Regions from separate parts of the Mus musculus genome. Here region 2 is linked to region 1. A link is a contact called in public promoter capture Hi-C data. All regions are on one chromosome and are shown on one strand. The core of a region is the stretch at or near the end of the contact, and the rest is flanking DNA. Distances in the headings are between cores, read along the strand shown. Region 1 overlaps Gm36752 (a long non-coding RNA gene). Region 2 holds the start of Hpcal1 (hippocalcin-like 1).

Evidence for each region. Promoter capture Hi-C pulls out the DNA fragments that hold promoters and counts their contacts.
Region 2: a promoter capture Hi-C map of liver shows a contact between it and region 1. The contact joins the promoter of Hpcal1 here to the enhancer-like site in region 1. A contact is called at or near these places in 6 of 39 promoter capture datasets (the HPC-7 cell line, cranial neural crest, embryonic stem cells and 3 more), 1 of 115 datasets of contacts at active chromatin or transcription factors (embryonic stem cells) and 1 of 9 other capture datasets (adipose tissue).

What each region holds. Positions count from the first base shown.
Region 1 is chr12:17,439,170-17,441,881 of GRCm38.p6, reverse strand. The region is part of intron 1 of Gm36752 (a long non-coding RNA gene); the gene reads right to left. Among named protein-coding and RNA genes, the nearest start is that of Gm36752, 4.0 kb to the right of the region's middle. Within about 2 kb of position 1,316, at least 37 of the 459 cell types and tissues checked have an H3K27ac peak or open chromatin away from gene starts, as enhancers often do. A contact at or near this core is called in the HPC-7 cell line and liver, where this site is marked.
Region 2 is chr12:17,689,529-17,692,228 of GRCm38.p6, reverse strand. Hpcal1 (hippocalcin-like 1) reads right to left here and starts at 1,420. Exons shown (of 5, transcript NM_001361645.1): 1 at 1,183-1,420.

The DNA.
Region 1 (2,712 bases), core at 67-2,566:
CTTACATAGTTGAACAGTGTTCACAGCTGCATAATGCATGCTAAACAGCAGGGATCGGGATCGAGCCAGTCTCTGCAGTAACAAAGGGACAGATGGGCAGAATGTGGTGTGTTCGAGCAAACAGGATTATTACTCAGTCACAAGAAAGAGGGGCATGCTAGCATGCTACCGCGGAGATCAACCTTGAACACCACATGGTAAATGAAATGAGCTAGACACAAAAGGTCAGGACTGGACGAGCCCATGCGATGAGGCAACTTCACAGTCAGCAACTAGAGCAAAGGTCGACAGCAGCTGGCCAGATTAGCAGTCAAGGGGCACAGGGTGTCAGCAGGGCAGTAACGAAGCTTTGGAGGAGTACAGTGGAGATGCCACACAGTGGCACATACTTAGTGCCACTGAATTTCATGTTTAAAAGAGGGTTCAAGTAAGGGCTAGAGACAATGGCTTTGCAGTGAAAGGAGCTTGTGTTCCAGAAGGACCCAAGTTCAGTTCTCATTACCCACATGGGGCAGCTCACAACTGCAAGTAACCCTCTTCTAGCCTCCTCAGGCACCTGCACACATGCATACTTACATACACACACACACACACACACACACACACAAATTTAGATTTATTTTCATTTCATGTGCATTGGGGTTTTGTGCATATATGTCTTTATGTCTGCATGATGGTGTCGGATTCTCTGGAACTGGAGTTACAGACAGTTGTGAGCTGCCATGTGGGTGCTGATAATAGAACCTGGGTCCTCTGGAAGAGCAGCCAGTGCTCTAAGTGCTGAGCCATCTCTCCAGTCCCATACATATAACATTTTAAAAATCTTTTAAAAAAATGTTTAAAAGGTCGTATGACACATACCCCAAATGGTGGTTATTTTGTCAATGTGAGAGTCTAGAATGTAGGAGAGAGACTTCTGCATATGCCTGAGAGAGTTTCTAGATGGGATGGTTGTGGTGGGAAGATGCACCCACACTGTGGGCAGCACTATTCCCTGGCTGGGGTCCTGCACTGAATCCAAAGGACAAGGAGAGCTGAGTGCTAGCGTCCACCTCTCTGCTTGACTGCAAATGCAATGGGATCTGGTGCCTCAGGAGTACCCCTCCACGATGCACTGACTTCCCTAACAGTGACCCCAATAAACCCTTTCTCAAGTTTTCATCATGATTCACCGTGCGAAGTGGAGCTGGGCCCAGGTGCCAAACAGACGAGTATGGCAGTGGAGCGGGAGGCTGGCTCTGCTGCCTGGCTCTCCCTGGACCTGCAGATGTGACTCCTTCGGGCACTGGCCTTTTGCATGGAAACCACTTAAGAGCCAGAAGGGAAATTCAAGTTGAGTCATTACTGCAGGATGTGCAAAGGCAGTACCGGCAGGACCTCCCCCCCTCAACTTGGCATCCTCAGAGGAAATGATTTTGTTTTGCAGCCTCCCCTGTCACCTAGCCTGCTCATCGGGGACAACTGTGTTTCCTATCTTAAGACATTTCCAAATGGGGCGTGCTGGCGAGCACTTCTACAAATACATCCGGGAGGAGCCGGCCACACTCCAGATCTGGGGCCCAGTGCCTCCAGGGCTTCTACAGGAAAAGGCTGCAGCTGGCAGGAAGCCTGGGGTCTCCTAGCTTGCTTTCTGGGCAATTAATTAATTAATTAAAATTTAAAAACGGTACCAGAATAGAGCAGATTGGAGGCCACTCAGTCCCCAAAGGGTGCTCACTCCCTTTGCTCCCAATGAAATCAAGACCCCGGGAGGATCCTGTTGTGTTTGCTTGGGCTTCAGCCTCCTCTTTCTTTTCCCAAGTGCCTAGAAACCCACAGATCCACCCATGGGATTCCCCTGCACGCGCCTTTAGCTCTGAAGGCCTACCAGGAGCAACAGCTTTTGCCCCAAGCCCTGTGGAACGTTCTCACTGTCCCACTTCCTCAGCTCCATTCTCTATCAATATTTCCAAGTCCACCGATGTCATGTGCCTGACTGGGGCCCTGGCAGGAAGGATAAGAATAATATCCAGATGGGCATCCCATCTCTTCTCCTCTGATATACCCCACTGCTACCTCTGTCCCCTCAGTTAAATGCAAACCCTGGTATAAACCTGCTCATTGCCCTAGAGTGTGTGTGGTCATCACGGTCCTTGGGGTTCTGCGGGTGAGGGCACAGGATGGCATGGCAGCGTTTCCAATGGTATCGCCATGGTTACCGGGAACCCTTGCCTGAATAGTTGGTAGCCCTCACCTAACTCAGGCAGGTTGATGGCTTCCGCTCCCCAGGAAGGGGACATACATGTTCTGCTCCTGGCCTTTGCCCATTATCACCGTGGTCACCTAGTATCACCTGGCCAGGAGTCAAGCACTCAGTGTTCTTCTGGGAACCTGCCATTGCTGGGGGTGGCTAAAGTGAGGGTTAAGTCAAGAGCTAGGCCTGTCAAGAGCGGAGCTAAGATGTTAAAGAGTAGGGGTGGGGTGGGGTGGACCACTCTAGGATGGTGCCCTATGCACTGAATGTGCCCTGAGAACTCCCAGGCTGTGGGCACTCAGAGGAGATGTGGGTGCAAGCCATAGCAGTCTCATGGTACACACATTCCCTGCCTCTCTCCTTACCTCTTTTAACAGGGAGCTCTGCTTAGTTACATTAAAGGCAATGGCTCTTCACTTGTAAAGCCAACCCCTGAGGGGAAATCACAATTTTTCAGCAGAAATGTCTTCAGTGACTCT
Region 2 (2,700 bases), core at 171-2,670, 250 kb before region 1:
TCCTGAATGACCAGGCCGGGAAGAAAGGTTCCTGAAACCCCAGACTGCCAGTCTACAGAGCCGGCCACTTTCTCAACGCAACTCTAATTCCAGATCGACATCCTCCAAGCACTTGTTGAACAAAAGGGCTCGCGAGTCTGTAGTCGCAGCCTTCCGGAACGCTGCCGGGGCGCAGGAGCCTTCCGGGCTAGCGCCCTACGCTGCGAGCTCCCCGCACACCCGAAGGCCGTGTCAAGCAGCCAGTAAGGTGCGGAGAGAAGGCAACGCACCCAGCCGCCTAAACTTTCTCAATCTCTCCAAGCTTTCGCTGTGAAGTTAGATCAAGGAAGGAGGCACAAACCACCGTATAGGAGGAAATGAGAGCGTCATCCTCAATAAAGGCAGAAAAAGATTTAAAGAGATGAGAATCCAATGAAGAGCACCTACTGTGCGCAAGACTCTGGGTCAAGAACTACGTGTAGTACGTTCTCACACTGTCAAGATAGCCCCTGAGGGGCCGCCCTCACTTGATACAGACGCCAACTGCGACTCAAAAAGGTGGCCCATCTCAGTCAGGCTCAGGTCTCAGGGCGGGTCACGGCGAGGCCAGGGCTGGGTTGGTCTTTCCCACTGTCCCAGAGCTGAACACAGCCAAGCGGGTCCCCATCCCTCATCAAAGCTCACAATTATCCAAGTGAACCTTGTGGACCTGCCGCCCCCACCCCACCCCGTGAGGGGTGTCAACGCCCGCTGCCACCAGGCAGGCACTTTGCCCATCGGATTCTAGTCGTACCCTCAGGTTCCTGAGCTACGCACTGCGCGGAGCGACACCAACCGGGGGCTCAGCTTGCCCGGGCAGACCGCCCACGCCCACCCCGCCACCCCCACTCTGCGCACAGCGGCTCCCCCCTCGACCCCGCCAGCACTAGTCCCCATCCCCACCGGCAACTGTGCCCTGACACACAATTCCACAAACGTAGTCTGAAAAGTGCACATCCCATCGAGCGCAACGATCCCCACGAGGACACGCCATTCTAGAGCCACGCCACCGTCCGCGGTCAGCTGCAAGCCCACTACGCAGAGAAACAGGCACCATCAGTACCGGCGCACACACACCCGTTCACTCACAGCCGGGTCGCAGCGAGCGGGTCACACACGCTCCCTCCATGCAACCCCGCAGTCCCGCAGTTTCCCCTTTCCTACCGGCTCTGGAGCTGGACGCGGTCCGCTGGCTTCTCGAGCCCAAGTTCTGCGGTGGCCGAGGCTGGGGAGGTGACCGAGAGAGCGGGCGTTTGCGCTCCCGCAGCCGCCGCGCCTGCTCTGCGACCTTCGCCGCTCGGAGAGACAAAAGGATCCGCCGGCCCAGGAGAGAGCGAGGTGTGGGCGACGGCCGCTCTGCAGGTCCACCACCCGCAGCCGCCGCCAGCCCGGGAAGGAAGGGAAGAGAAGGCGGGACCCGGAGGCGGAGGCCGGGGCGGGGCGCATCGCAAGGGCGGGCACTCAAGTTTCCAACGGACCCGCCTCCTGCTTCGACCACGCCCCCAGTCTTAGCCCCGCCTCAGCCGCAGCCTGGTCACGCCCCCGCCCTTTGCCACACCCGCTGCTGGACCCTCGGTGCGCCCACTCTGGTCCATATAGCTCCCTGATCACTCGCAGATTCTCAGCGCAGCAGAGGATACGATGGGTGTTAAGGCCACTGGGACTCGGGACGGGGAGACTCTGGGGGGGTGGAAGGGGAAGGAGAGCAGGGGAGGGGCCGAGCACTGGCCCCACCTCCCTAACCCTTGGCCTCTGGCCTGCGGGTGGGGAGAGGCCGAGAGGCGGTGCCCAAAAGGGCCGGCCTTACGCCAGCACCCACCCACCCCGCCCCCGCCCCCGCCCCCGCCGTACTTGGAAGGAAGTACAGTCCCAATGGCCAGGGAAGTGGAAAAGAGGCTTGAGTTGCCCTAGGCTCCCCAGGACCATCTGGGATGCCTGCAAGGATCTCCTCCCTCTCCACATCAGTCCCGTGTGCATCTGTCACCCACTTTCCTGCGCGTGGTTTAAGAGAAGAGCTTGGCCTGGAGGTGGAAGACCTACGTTCCAGCTGTAATTACTTCTGCTAACTCATCCAGCCATCTTGCCAAGAAAACCCTTGGATTCCCTCAGCCTCGGTTTCCTCACCAATAAACTGGACAACGAGGAGATCCAGAATCCTTCTTGGGGTCTTTGCCTCCCTGACATTCAGTGTGGTTTCAGTTTCCTGGTGAGGAGGCGGGGGCTTGGTTGACATCTCCCATAATAGGGACATCTGGCCTTGTGGGTCCCAGTGGTGCTTCCTTCAGACTCCCAGCATACTCTGGCAGATCGCACCTGCCATGCCCACCCACTGCAAATATCCCAGAAGACAGGTAACCACAGAAACAGCTTATATGAGGAGCTGGGCGAGCCTGTTGTGCAGAGATGAAACTGTCTCTCTGGCGTCTCTAGGGAAAAACTCAAATCCCTCCTTCAAATCCTCCTCCACAAAAACATGTGAGTGAACTCCTACTATTCAGGAGGCTGCCAGGGGTACCTGTAGTAGAGCAGCTCGGAGGTGGAGCTCTGGGGCCTTCTCCACTCCTCCCTGCCTCTGGTGCAGAAAGGCAAAACTAAACCCAGAGGGCTCAAGGGAATGACAGCTGTGAGAGTTAACAGCGCACCACCTGACTGATTTCGAGGGCTAACCTTTGGGTCTCTCTG